Regions from separate parts of the Zea mays genome. Here all the other regions are linked to region 1. The links are chromatin contacts, called in public Hi-C maps. All regions are on one chromosome and are shown on one strand. Each heading gives the region's core, a stretch centred on a gene start, on an enhancer-like site or on the middle of the called end of the contact. The rest is flanking DNA. Distances are from core to core; before and after follow the strand shown.

Region 1 (4,749 bases), core at 1,398-3,897:
AGGAATGGTGTCTGATGATGCAAGGTCCATGGTCCCTCCCACGATCAAGACAGTCACAGCCCTAGCAAATATGCAGAAGCATGGGTATGTCCTCTTTTTTATTTAGGTATATAACAATAGATTAGACATGATTTCTAACTATTTCGTTGGTTTTCTTGCAGTCGGCGTCACATGGTGGCCAGCCTTGCTCCATCTTCTCGGCGTATAATATGGCACACAAGGGCAAGGTGACGTCCGATGTCACCTACAACTCGGCGGACGAGCCTAAGGCATATAGCAACCCCACTGTCTACAGCCGCCTAAGTGAGTACACTGCCATGGCACAGGAGGTCCATGGGCCAAATTACGATCCGAGGACTGAGGACATCGATAGAGATGTCCTCATGAGGGTCGGAGGAGGCAAGAGGCATGGGCGGTACTGGATTGTCGATGGGGCAATCGACTCATCGTCCACTCACACTCTGTCTCAGGTGCGAGCAAGGAGCACGAGCTCGAGCCCAACCATACAACCTCGGTAGGACAGCTCATATCATCAGATACAACAACTCCAGGTTAGTGCTTCTGTAACTCGTCATTCCTTGAGTTATATACCTTCTCTTTGAGTTATTATAATATTTGGGTTAACTATTACATGCCCATCTTGAAGAAGAGAGGAGGGAACAACAGGAGATGGAGGTGAGGATGATGGCAGAGCAGGAGGCGGAGCGGGTGGCCCGCTTGACAGATCAGTAGAGGATGGCAGAAATGTTTCAGTACATGCAGAGCCTTCGCGCCGCACAAGATTTTACTCCACCACCTCCGTTGTTCCCTCTAGTTGACCCTGCTCAGTTCCATACTTCTGTGAGTATCAAAGTTCTAGTTCTGCATGATATATATTCATCTGGTATAACACATGCAATCTCTTCTCTATGCAGCGACAATTTAGGGCGACATCCGACAACCCTCATGGATCGCCCAGCCCATCGCCGCACCAGTCCAGCCGCCCACCTCGCTGAAATACTTTGTGCACATGATCTTATCTTTGTTGGTGTTATTAATACTTTGTGAGATAACTTGGTCTGAACTTGTTGATGTTGGTAATGCTTTCTGAGGTAGTTGAGACTTATGTTTGTGAGTGTTGGAGACTTATGTTTGTGTTCAAACTTGTTTGATGTGGTGATATTTATGAGATTTATGGTCTTTGTGAGATATGTGATGTATATGTGATATATGTGATGATTATGTGATATATTTTTTGTTTGTTTGGATGGAATAATAAAAACAAATAAAAAGGGTATGTTGGCCACTTTTGGCGAGTGTAACACTCAGCAAAGAGGTACTTTGCCGAGTGTCACAGTCATATCATTCGGCAAAGAAGGCACACATGGGAACCGATAAAGCTTCTTTGCCGAGTGTTGTGGCCTTAGCACTCGGCAAAGAAGCAACTTTTGCCGAGAGCCTCCTAGTGTACTCGGCAAAGGAACTGACAAAGGAGCCCACTGATGATTCCTTTGATGAGTGGTAGTCCGGCAGACACACGGCAAAGATAAAGTCTTTGCCGAGTGCCACCTAATACGCCCGGCAAAGGAACTGGCAAAGGACACACGATGAGTTTATTTGTCGAGTGCTAGTACAATAGACACTCGACAAAGAGTGAGCCTTTGCAGAGTGTCACCGTGGCACTCGGCAAAGTCCACTCTTTGTCGAGTGTCACCGTGACACTCAGCGAAGTCTCCGTCGCTGTCATCTGTCGCCGTGACGTCGACTTTTTTTTGCCGAGTACCGAGTGGTTGCCGAGTGTCCGACAAAAAATACTCGGTTAAAGACCGTTGCCGATGTCAGTTCACCAAGACCTTTTTTATCAAGTGTCATACTTGATAAAGTCTTCCCCAAGTATTTTCAAAACTTTGTCGATTACCTCACACACCAAGGGGTAGGATCGTGTTGAGGCGGTTTGCTGCTTGTTTCTTGCTTTCGCCGAACCAACGGACCATGAGCGCATAAACCAATGGGCGAGCGGCCGCATATACAGGCCTGCGCGGCGAGCCTCACCTTGCTGGATTTGAATGCCCCCTCGGCATGGTCAATGACCATGCATCTTTGTGCAGAACATATAAAATGCACAAATTAATTAATTAATAAAAATACATGAAAGAGTACATAATTTGTTTGTGGATTATTAATTATATTTATAAATATATTATAGTATATTATATTTTATCTTTATCTAACTACAAAAATAATTATAGATTGTTAACTTTTTTTTGCATTACTGGTAAGATTTTGTCGATTTTATAATTTTGTCTAACATGTTTTATTATCAATCTAAAATTGCAAATTATATGTTAACGAACTAAATTTGTAATAAAATATATGTAATAAAGGTCGTCTAAAAGTAAGCTAAAATTCACGCACCTAAATTTTATTTAGTAAAGTGTTTTTTCTTGACATATGACACTAGTGTTTTCAAAGCTTGTCTCTTAATTTAGGATTAAATTAATAGGCCTCTCTAAATTGCTTTTTATAAGATAAATAAATCCTATTCCGTCTGCTCATCTTCAAAGAACATTTCAATGAAACAAATATTTGGGAAAACCAATGGAAAAAGAATAAAAATAAAAATTGAAAAAGAGAAGTGGAGGAAAAGTAGGGTTCCATTCCACGGCCTGTCGAGTGTCGACCCACAAACCACGCAACCGATATATTCCCCAGCACCCCCAGTCTCCAGCCGTCCAACCGAGACACCGCGTGCGAACCAAGCAGACCACAACAAGAAGAAGCGTAGTCGTCGCCGGAAGGAAAGGCGCGGAGCAAGATGTCGTGGCAGGCGTACGTCGACGAGCACCTGATGTGCGAGATCGAAGGACAGCATCTCAGCGCCGCCGCCATCGTCGGTCACGACGGCAGCGTTTGGGCGCAGTCCGAGAGCTTCCCCGAGGTCATTCACTCCCACCTTATCTCTTCCCGCTCTACTTGCTTAGTTGCTTTATCCATGTTCAGTGCTCCTGCGCTGATTTAGACCCGCGCGACTCTGGATCTGCCCCAGCCGTGCGGCCCGGCCGGATCGGAGCGAGGGGATGTCCGGATCTCGGTCGCTGAGGCGAGATGCGGATCTAAGGCCCCTTCCCTCGGTGACGTGGTTGCTGCTGCTGCTGTTCTCCGGGCGTTTGATGCCAATATAGCTGAGATCAAGCTTGATGATCTGCGTACTGTGGATTTGCTAGTGAGGGATGGCCGGATCGGGCTGTTGGCGTCCGACCTGATTTGGTTGTTCGCTTGAATAGACTTACTTACCAGTGGACAGTGGTAGTGATCGTTCAGCAGCAGTAGAGCAATTTGTTTTACATGTAAAATTTGAGTGGCTGCTAGAGATGCACCAATGGCCGAGCTGCATGTGTTTATTCCTATATAGCGACAGTTGTGTGATTGATCCAAAACGCAAAATTTTAGTTTTCATCAAATGATGATTTCCTGATGCCACTACCTGTGTGTGAGGCACTTATTAAATGAAAAGTAACTTTCGGTTGGGATCTGGGAATCTGTATTGTGTTCCGTGGTTGGTCACAGCTTGTGGCCTGCATTGTTCCATAGGCCAAATGGCTAGGCAAGGAAAATAAATCATGTAATTTGGAAAAAAATAACTGCCATAGTCAGTAGTGTACAGCAGTACATGCTTGTCCGGGCCTTTTATTTCACCATGGTGTTGTGGTATATGGAGTACTTGGATTGTGCGATGCTTTATACATTTGTTTGTTCTAGCAGAGTTTGAGTTTATATTTCTATTCTTATGTAGGGCGTCACGAGTGTCGTCAATTGTTACATCCTTACATCCTTGTGTTCACAATATGATCCATCAACTCTTTCTTCTGCGGTCTCTTATCCCTGTGTTCTCATGTCCATGTTTCCTGCTTCTTGTTGCAGTTAAAGCCTGAGGAGGTTGCTGGTATCATAAAGGACTTTGATGAACCTGGTACTCTTGCACCAACTGGTCTTTTCGTTGGAGGTACAAAGTACATGGTGATCCAAGGTGAACCTGGAGTTGTCATCCGAGGAAAGAAGGTACAGTGGGGAACAGATTGTCTGATAGAAGAAATGCTTTGATCATTCCCTTTTTCGTATGCTTATGTTAATTTTACCGAAAAAACAAACTCAATTCATATTTGTAGTACTCCCTCCATTCTTTTTTATTTGTTGCGTTTTAGCTCAAAAATGAACTAACGGTCGACAAATATTCGAAAGCGGAGGAAGCACTATATTAGTGTTATGATATCTAAATGGATCAAGCTCTTATAGAATTATTACGCAAGAGGAATACTGTATCAAATATGCCTGGATACATGGTCATGATCACTTTCAGTTAATTAATATTCCTGCTGAACTCTGTTAGCTGCATCTGCAAGTTTTTGTAGCATGTATTCAAGATCACTCTACGCAGTGGGCAGTAATTTGTACTGTAGGCCGTATCACCTTGTGGTTTGTGTACGTTGTCATTAAATCATGGTTGCATCCATTAAATAATGAAAACTGACTTGTAACATGGCACACTAGTTAGCAGCGAATCCTTAGACTGCCACTAGTTGATGTACAATAATCTACTCCGGAGTGGTATTTCTTAGTCATATAAGAAATGTTTAAATACTTCCCTCCCACATCTCAGTAAACATGTGAAAACACACTCTTGAAAACGCCTTTTGATTTACCCTGTTGTTTCCATATCCATTACAGGGCACTGGGGGCATTACTATCAAGAAAACCGGCATGTCCTTGATT
Region 2 (4,749 bases), core at 1,485-3,984, 240 kb after region 1:
TGAGTCACCAGATTTAGAAGTTTACATGAAGGTTCTATATGAAATAAATATACAGAATCCAATGACAAATCATAACATGTATTATGTAAAATTGCAAAAATCATTATATGGCTTAAAGCGGTTAGGGTGGATATGGTACAATTGATTTAGTGAATCCCTCTCCCTTAAGGGATACACTAAAAATATGATTTCATGTGTGTTTTCATTAAGAAATCTCCTATAGGATTTCACATTGTTTTAGTGTATGCTGATGATCTCAATATTACCAGAAATGAAAATGATTTAAATGAAGCACGTCATCATTTAAGGACGAAAGTTAAGATGAAGGATTTGGGTCAAACTAAATTTTACTTAGGTTTACAGTTTGAGAATTTACCTTCAAGAATTTTTGTACATCAATCAACTTGTAACCAAAAAGTATTAGGAAAATTAAATATGAATAACGCATATCCAACCAAAACTCCTATAATTGTGAGATATCTTGACATGAATAAAGATCCTTTTCTGCCTAAAGATGAAGTACAAGAGATTTTGGGATGTGATTTTCCATATCTCAATGCCATTAGAGCACTAATGTATCTAGAATAATACTTTGTTGAACATTGCATATGTAGTGAACATACTTGCGAGATATAGTGCAACTCTTACCAAGCGTCATTGTTCTAGAATTAAGAACATATTTAGATATATTAATAGCACAAGATACATTGGTCTTTTCTATGGAAGAAACAAAAACCCTACTTTAGTAGGATATACAAATACTGACTATTTATCTAATCCCTATAATGCCAAATCATAAACCAGTTTTGTATATTTACAAGGTGGAACCGCTATCCCATAGAACTCCTCCAAACAAACTGCATTAGTTACTTCCACTAATGATTCTTAAATTATTGCATTATATGAAGCTTCTAAAGAACGTGTTTGACTTCGCAGAACATAACTCATTTTTTGTGGTATTGGTCCAATTAATTAACCAACCATATTTTATGTTGCATGTGTTGTTTAGATAGAGGCAAATTATATTAAGAGTAATATTACAAGGCATATTGCCTCAAAAGTGTTTTATCCTCATGAATATATTGCAAACTAAGTATTGTGATAAAATTACTAATTTATTCACAAAATCATTAACACATTCCACATTTTTCAAAATATGTTAAAAGAATAGGTATGAGACAACTTAAAGATTTACAAGAATCAAGAGGAGTGTCACTCACAAAAATATAACCTAGTTAACATTACTGTTGGGGGTCTTTTTCTTACGAAGGTCCTCAAAACACCAAGATAATGGTTGTTTTCTAATATATTTTTAAGTATTATAAGTACCCTTGCTCAGAGTACCTTCGGATGGATTAGTTAGAGGGAAAGAAGCATGATTCGGAATATTACTGTGAAGGAACAATGGACAAAACACGAAGTACGGTGAAGTTGAAGTTCTCACAAAAGTGATGAAGGGAAAAGACAACTTCACCCTCATTGTGTAGTATATCTCAAATGTATAGTCTTGAGGGTGTGAATTATAATTTCATCAAAGTTGTACCCCGTGACTATAAATAGGTAAATAATGTCATGCATAACCTCACTTTTGGAGGGCCTTAAGCTTCACTTTGCTTAACTTTCAGAGTACCTTCGAGCTATATTGTGCAAAGAAGCCGAAGGTATATTTCTGAACTTATGTATACGAAGAAAGATGGAATAAATAATGCTAAGGCTCACGAGATGAGTTTTATACTTTATTGTTCATTATTATCTTGTTTAATATTATTTTATTCACATCTACTTTTAAAGACCTTTGTTCTCAAACTAACACTCCAAATTTTGGAGTGATAACTTAAGGACGAAAGTCTAGATTTTTTTTAACTTGTGTTGTTTGTTTTTGATGCTATACTCTTTTCAATATATGAAATTTTCTATATACTATACTCTTTTCAATATATGATTTTTTCACTTAGAGGTTTTATCGCATGAAGTTTTTAGTGAGGTGAAATCAACATAGGATATATATGTCATATCATCTATTTTTCGCACATGGTTTTTAAGATCATATTAGAAATTAAATAGTTATATATTCCAAGTTGATCTCAACAAAAATGGATTTGATTAAGGATGGTATTAAAAGAAATTAACATTTGATGATCTCATCAGCATAAATGAAGAACAGACACATTTTCAAGAAGACATCAGTTCATGAACCAATGTCTTTTGATCTCTCTCACTTTATAATAATCGAACGGGTAAACAAACCATTTGTTGTCCGTTCCTAGTCTCTCTATATATTTGACTATTAGGACTTTTTCGGTTATTCTTATCTCATATCCCATATAGATTAGATGAGATTAGGAAAAAATTATGAAAGATTTTGACTTATTTTGAATTTAAATCCACCCAATCTCATCCAATCTAGGCCTTGTTCAGTTATTACTATATCACATAGATTGTATGTAATTAAAAAATTAGTAGAGATTTTGACTTACTATGGATTGAAATCTATCTAATCATCTCGGATTCATATGAATTGGAGAGAAAACGAACAGGTCTCTACAAAGATTGAGAGCAAAAGTAAAAAGCGTTTTACGGGATAAACAAGATATTCACCATCTACTTTGCGCTCTCAATCATTTTAATGAAAAAATAATAAAACACACATAGAGAGAGAGAGAGAGGAGCTTCAGCCTCGAAAGCAACCCAAAACTCGCAGCAACGAATTGGGCATATTCGCCCCACCTGCACCCCCACTTTTGGCACTTTCCCTTCCGGCCCCCTCTCCTCGGCGCGATCTAAATCCGGTCCGGCGATGGACGGCGGGGGGCAGCCCCCGGACACGGAGATGACAGACGCCGGCTTGGGCGGCGGGGGGCAGCCGCCGCCGCCGCCGCAGCAGCCGGCGGGCGGGGCCGGGATGATGGAGAACATCCACGCGACGCTCAGCCACGGTGGCCGCTTCATCCAGTACAACATCTTCGGCAACGTGTTCGAGGTCACCTCCAAGTACAAGCCCCCCATCCTCCCCATCGGCAAGGGCGCCTACGGCATCGTCTGGTCCGCCCGCCCTCCCCTCACTCCGATTCGCATCGTTTGTTGTGCGACTGACTGGCCTTCTGATTTGTGACCTGCCCAGCTCGGCGCTCAACTCCGAGACGGCAGAGCAGGTGGCCATCAAGAAGATCGCCAACGCCTTCGACAACAAGATCGATGCCAAGCGCACGCTCCGCGAGATCAAGCTGCTCCGCCACATGGACCACGAGAATGTCAGTCGCCTGAGCCACCCCCGATCCGTCCAGCGGTCCTAGAATTTCCTTTTTTTTAGCGAGGAGCATACCGGAGATCCTCGTTAAATGCTCGCCTTTTGGTCGCATTGAATTTTGGTGGAGGTCGGGGTTAGTTACTTAAACGGTTGACTTCGTTCGCGACAGCTCGCCTAGCCTAGGAGAACATCCCCTCCCTCGTCTTGGCTGGGAGGTGAAGTTCGGGAATACCAATCGTAGCCATGCCTTTTGAGGAGCCAACCACCTTTTGGGATGCTTTTCATTGTGTTCTTGAAAAACTTGAGGGCAGAAATGACGAGACAATCTGGAGCAGCAGTGCATGGTGCTCCTGCCTGCTGATGTCAAAAGTGAGTGGGTCACTTGAGGACCAACCTAGTGCTTGCCTTTTTGCTAGATCATCCCAATGGGATGGGAATATAGTGGCGGATACTCGGTTGGTAGGACACTAGGGTCTTGTGTTAGTAAGTACTGGAAAGACTTCTGTAGACTTTTTGGTATGTTTGCTGATTTTGGACCTTTAATGCGAAGGAGGAAGGACTAAGTCACAGCATTCCCAATTTTGTTGGATTTGGCCAGTCTATGCATATGGTCGAAGAATCGTTTTTAGCATGTCATAGTGTATGTTTTTCATGTCGGAATGTGAAAGGCGGTTACAAGAATGGCCTGCCGTTACAACTTGGAACCTGTTGCATGTTTGGAAGTGAGCTGAAATAAGTTGGATTACGATTAGTAGATTTGTAACTGCTAAATCATTATCTTGATAAATTAAGTAAGCTGACATGAGCCATTTGCACGAATGTTGTGTCTTCCTGTTCCTTTCAGTTGTTCGATGGTTATGCGTAGGAGCAAATCTTCGGAATTCAGATTAGGCAAGGTGCGCTTAGTAGTTAATTAATGTACGTGATTGAGACCGTGTGCATCCTTGGTCAGCTACTTATACCTTGACTTTACTTAACGTGGTAAAACAACATAGAAAAGGGAAAACTGCATGCTTTTCTCTACCTTGTCTATATTAACGAGTAATGTACAGCAAAATTTTAAAATTAAGGACAAAAGGCTGTGTCTTATTTTTGCATTATACAAGCGTTGCATAAATGCTCACTTCGTTTAGCTGTATGCCTTTGCTATACTACAGGGTGGCTTGAATGAAGTGTGTGCTTTTCAGCCTGCCCTGAGCTGTTGACTTAAGTTCAACTTGAGCTCGATGTGATGTACCTTTGAGACATAAATTCATTTTTTTGGTGCAGATTGTTGCAATAAGAGATATCATACCTCCTCCATTGAGGGAGGCATTCAATGATGTGTATATTGCCTATGAATTGATGGATACTGATCTGCATCAAATTATTCGTTCAAATCAAGCTTTGTCAGAGGAGCACTGTCAGGTACTTGTTTCATTCCATCTAAGAAATGCTTCTTGATATTTTTTTTTGCTATTGCGTGGAATTAGCTCGAAATCTGTTATGTTGTTCTGTTTCTG
Region 3 (4,749 bases), core at 1,327-3,826, 180 kb before region 1:
TTTATTGCACGTTGAGCCTCCTCAACTGCTGTGTCGAAACCAAATGACTTGTCAATTACCTGAAACATGGGTAACAGTGAGTTCGTGCACACAAGGTTCATGTGATCATGTCAAATGTCATCTTCCATTTTTTCCACCAAAATATCACTAAAATGTGGAGAAACATATTACAGGGATGTCATTATCAATAGTCTTTGGAATGCCAGCAACAGAAACTTTGAGGCCGCGTCTTCTAACTTCCTGAAGAAGATTCAAGTAAAGAGTAACTTACAACCAAATTACACCAATACATGATTGACTAGCTATCAATTCACTATTAAAAAAATATAATTCAAACAGGTCCGAAAAAACTTTCAGCGAATCTACAGTTGTGCTTACTTCGAATATCACTCCAGCACCCCTCTGAGTACCGTCACCACCAATTACATAGACCTGAAACAAATAATCAGAGTTAAACCAATGTGAAAGTTTAAGTGTCAAACCTTGGTAAAAGAGTCTTCACAGTGCCAGGAAATAAGACAGAGTGATACATAAAAGAGAAAAAGATTAAGAGTATAATTGTTATTTTGTTTCATTTACCTGATTTATGCCACGATCTTGGATACTGTCAACTATCTTCACGGTGTCATGGCCTCCTCGAGATGATCCGAGAACAGTTCCACCCCTTTTGTGAATGTCATTTACAATCTTTGGAGTCAAGGTGATGGTGTTGCGAGCATAGAAGCCTCTATACCCACCCTGTGAAAAAAAAAAGATGAGGACATCAAGTGAGTGCTTGAAGAACTCCTGTGGGAGAATGATTGATTGTGTACTTTATGTAGACTTCATGGAATGATGTAATGTACTTTACCTGAATCCCAAGTATCTTGGTGACACCATACATGTCAGATAATCCACATACAATTTCCCTAATCACAGTATTAAGTCCCGGGCACAATCCTCCACAAGTGACAATGCATGCATGGACCTCATCCGGTTCAAAATATACCTAACCAAGACAACCAGAGGTTACAAAGAACGAAAGAAACTTACAAGGTTTTTGAAAGAAACTTACAAGGTTAGTGATATTATATTGTCTCCCCCTTATCTCCTAGCTTTGCTATTAGCGTAGAGAATGTGAAAAGCACAAGGTTTGTATACCCTTTGGCGAGGTCCGGCACGACGGAAGTGGTTCCCTCTGGGGCCATCCTTGTGAACAACAATCTACATTGAGGATTGATGTAAATATTTTGGAGAAGTGAAGTATTTCTTGACAGAAAAAATGTGAGTGGACTGCAAGTTCAGCGACAATTCACCTTCTGGCAGACAGTGTCGTCTGGGTTTACAAAGTATTGCCTAAGGGAGAAGAAAGAGAGCAAGTTAGGTACAACGCAGAAAAGGAAAAAAACAGAACTAATCAAGCCAGCAACTTCAAGCTTACTTCACAACGGAGTATGCCGGGTTATCTTGTAATGGATTTGGGTAGGTCTGCAGCATGAAACAAAAAATGTGTCATGGTCACAGATAGATGTGGTAATAAGCTCTAAATTTTACAATATAAAATTTAAGGATTAAATCACATTAGGATCAAGTTATATTTCTATTTATTTCTGAACTAAAATTAATTAAGAGATCAAAATTATTTGGATCGTCTATCACCACCCCTAGTCACAAATCGGTGACTTCTGAGTATCTCTCAGATTCAACATTTCATCCGTACACTCCATAACTAATGCCAAACCGCCTATAACTGATGAGCAAACTAGAAACCAGAAAAGAGTGGAAATGTTGGGCATGTACTTCGTCGATCACTCAAATGGCGATTGCCAATTTGCTATAGACAAAAGCACTGGATGTTCCAGTCACGAAAGTCCTACAATAAACTGAAAGCCGTAACAGAAGTCGCTGACGACTTTTAAGGTTCTCGGCTTCTAGCAGATTCGCACCCAATCATCCTAGGATTCCACTTTCTCAAACCACGATGCCACGCAGCGGGCAACCTCGCCCTCGTCTCCTCGAGCAACAACGACCGATCATTCAATCAACCATTCACCGCGTCAAACACCAGATCGATCACCTTCGCACGGATCGCCGGTACTCACCGGGAGATCGGGGAGGTAGTCTGACACGTGCGGCACGTCTTCTAAGACATACCCAGCCTCGCCGGACATCAGCTTGACCACTGCAGCACCGTCCATCGCCTCTCCGCGCCGGTTCCGCTCCGGCTCCCACGCGCGGCCCCGCGGCGTGTCCCGACGATCGACTAGGTGGTGGTGGTGGTGAGTGTGGTCCCGCGGGCTCGGAACGGTGATGGGCACGGGCACGCTGGCTACGGGCCTTAGATCAGGGGTCCAGTCAGCAGGCGGCGCGGGCGGCGGCGCCATGGGGAGAGGAGGTAGATGCGGTTGAAAAATCCATTGCGTCCGGCGTCCGGGTGGCTTCAGGAGAGGAGAGGTGGTAGCGATAGGAGCGGCCGGGGGGGCGTGTGGCGACGCGGCGTAACGTCGACCGGCGGAGACGAGCGAATGAGATGCCGGCGGGAACGACGCGGCCTGTGGAGGCGTGGCCGCGTGGGGACGGAGACGATACGGGAAGAGGAGGGATGCGCAGCCTGACACTTGTTGGCGGGACCGGTCATTTCCTTTCAGGTACGGTGGGGCCGAACCGTGAGATTCGTGCTGTCGATGCTGTACGGTCACGTACTAGTTTCGTCAAAAAAAGGTGACATCTGTAATTAATTCTATATCTATCTCTCTATATCTAAACATAAATCCAAATTCGGGCTCAAGCATAGGTATGACTGAACATAAATCGACATCTATCTATTTTTTCTGGCAAAAAATGCTGGTTTTCCATATATTCGTCGTATGAAAAACTATTAAAAATAATAAAAAATCTTAACAAATTATATATGTGTTTTATTAGTTAGAGCATCTCCAACAATGCCTCGAACTAGTGTCTCAAATTAAAATATGAGGCTCTACGTAGAAAAACTACTCTAAAGTGCCTCATTTCATAAAATTTGGTTAAAAATTATACTCTCTCTGTTCTAATTTATAATTCGTTTGACTTTTTTACCCTAAGTTTATCGTACACTTCGCGTGCACACACATGACAACATGATCGTTGTAGGTACTACATAGTGTTATCGAGTACTCTACAACTTAAGTCATAGCAATAGCACACTTGTTAGGCCTGTAATATTGTATACAACAGATTAAATGGATTGTGTCTGAGACTTACCCGTTAAGCCAATGCTATGGACCCATCCGAGGCTTTTAGATGTGGGGTCCAACTTGCAAGGTCATACTAACCTTGGTGGGTCCAGTCACATCCTACTGTCTTAAGATAGGAATACACTTACACTGAACCTTGTTCTAATAGGGCTTTAAGCCCCAAGAAGTTTGGGGCAAGGCTGCATTTGTGATGTGAGACCAAGGAATTTAAGGATCTCGCATGTTGAGTCACTTGTTTTGATGGGCCTTCATATCCCAAGGAGTTTGGAGCCCGACTACATTTGTGATGCGAGACTAAGGACTTTAAGGATCTCGTGGCCAACAACGCCCCCTAACGTCTAAGTGCCATTGAGTGCTCTAGGGCTCGAACTGCCCAGCACATGAGGGCTTCGGGACTTAGACTTATGAGCACCTCGAGATTTGAGGGGCTCGAGGACTTTCTCTCATGATCATCCTAAGACCCAAGGGGCCTAGGGACATACTATCATGAGAGCCTCGGGGCACGAGGGGCCTCGATGGCATACTCTTAGAGCGCCCCAAGGCATGAGAAACCCAGAGGGCCCAGAGCGCTAATCACAGCCCTAGGACACAAGTATCCTCAAAAACTTAGATTATTCATGCTTACGTTATCGTAGGGCACCATGAGTCCAAATGCTTAGAACGCTCTAGGGTTCTATGGACCCTAGGTCTCCTTGTAGCTCTTTACAATATTTAGTGATATAACTATCCCTTCAAGGTGTCTCGATGCCAAGTTACCCGACATTAAGTCCATCCTCTAGCTGGTGGCGGGGAGGTCCCCGTGGCATGGGTCCCTAGCGATGGTCCTAGTAGGTGGACCCCATGGTAGCTTCTTTTATCGAGATCCTTGAATACGTCTTGATGGCTACTGAAAGTTCCCTTTGCCGAGAAACAGGATCTGGATGTCACCTAGAGGGAGTGAATAGGCGAATAAAAAATAACAGTAAAACTTAGAACTTCTTACACTACTCAAAGTCTGATCGCAGCGGAATGAAGATCACGTCGAGTAGGTCGCAGTGAAATTGAAGTTCCTCTCTCAATCTAGCATGCACTTCAAGAACAATTTATACCAAAGATAACTAGTGAAGTGCAAATAGTAAATTAAAAAACAGAGAGATAGAGAACATTGCCGAGCAAAGCACACAACAGACACATAGATTTATCTCGTGGTTCAGCCAAGCCTGAAATGCTTGCCTACATCAATGTCGGAGTTAGCCAAACCTTGGCTTGGAGTATCTCACTCTGTCCTCTGGTTGCACAAATTTGTCAAGGGACAGACAAAGTGAGAGCACCTAGAGGAGGGGTGAATATGCGATCCTGTAAAAAATGGCTCAACAAAGAAAACTTGGTCTAATATTAGATTAGATATGTCAAGAGCCAAGTCTGAATGAAGGGACTGCGAGGAGAAGACTTCTTCACTTAATTGCTTCCATAAGGTGAGTATTGAACTTAGCAATTATATAAGTGAAGTGAGAGAGAGGAATCGCAATAAAATTGTCGGGGACCATAATTAGGG

What was found. Hi-C and Micro-C count contacts between places; a contact is called where the count stands out from the background.
Region 2: a Hi-C map of tassel shows a contact between it and region 1, with 2.3 times the contacts expected there. The contact joins the promoter of LOC100286386 here to the promoter of LOC541662 in region 1. A contact is called at or near these places in 3 of 25 Hi-C or Micro-C datasets (bundle sheath, ear and tassel).
Region 3: a Hi-C map of tassel shows a contact between it and region 1, with 2.9 times the contacts expected there. The contact joins the promoter of LOC103629493 here to the promoter of LOC541662 in region 1. A contact is called at or near these places in 2 of 25 Hi-C or Micro-C datasets (ear and tassel).

What each region holds. Positions count from the first base shown.
Region 1 is chr6:83,745,834-83,750,582 of Zm-B73-REFERENCE-NAM-5.0, forward strand. LOC541662 (profilin) reads left to right here and starts at 2,648. Exons shown (of 3, transcript NM_001111415.2): 1 at 2,648-2,917; 2 at 3,901-4,038; 3 at 4,705-4,749. The coding sequence starts at 2,795.
Region 2 is chr6:83,988,543-83,993,291 of Zm-B73-REFERENCE-NAM-5.0, forward strand. LOC100286386 reads left to right here and starts at 2,735. Exons shown (of 6, transcript NM_001159273.2): 1 at 2,735-3,042; 2 at 3,122-3,251; 3 at 4,517-4,654. The coding sequence starts at 2,798.
Region 3 is chr6:83,564,216-83,568,964 of Zm-B73-REFERENCE-NAM-5.0, forward strand. It overlaps LOC103629493 (ATP-dependent 6-phosphofructokinase 7), which reads right to left and starts at 2,577. Exons shown (of 14, transcript XM_008650598.2): 1 at 2,082-2,577; 2 at 1,421-1,467; 3 at 1,296-1,335; 4 at 1,141-1,203; 5 at 851-988; 6 at 580-738; 7 at 379-432; 8 at 172-240; 9 at 1-59. The coding sequence starts at 2,363.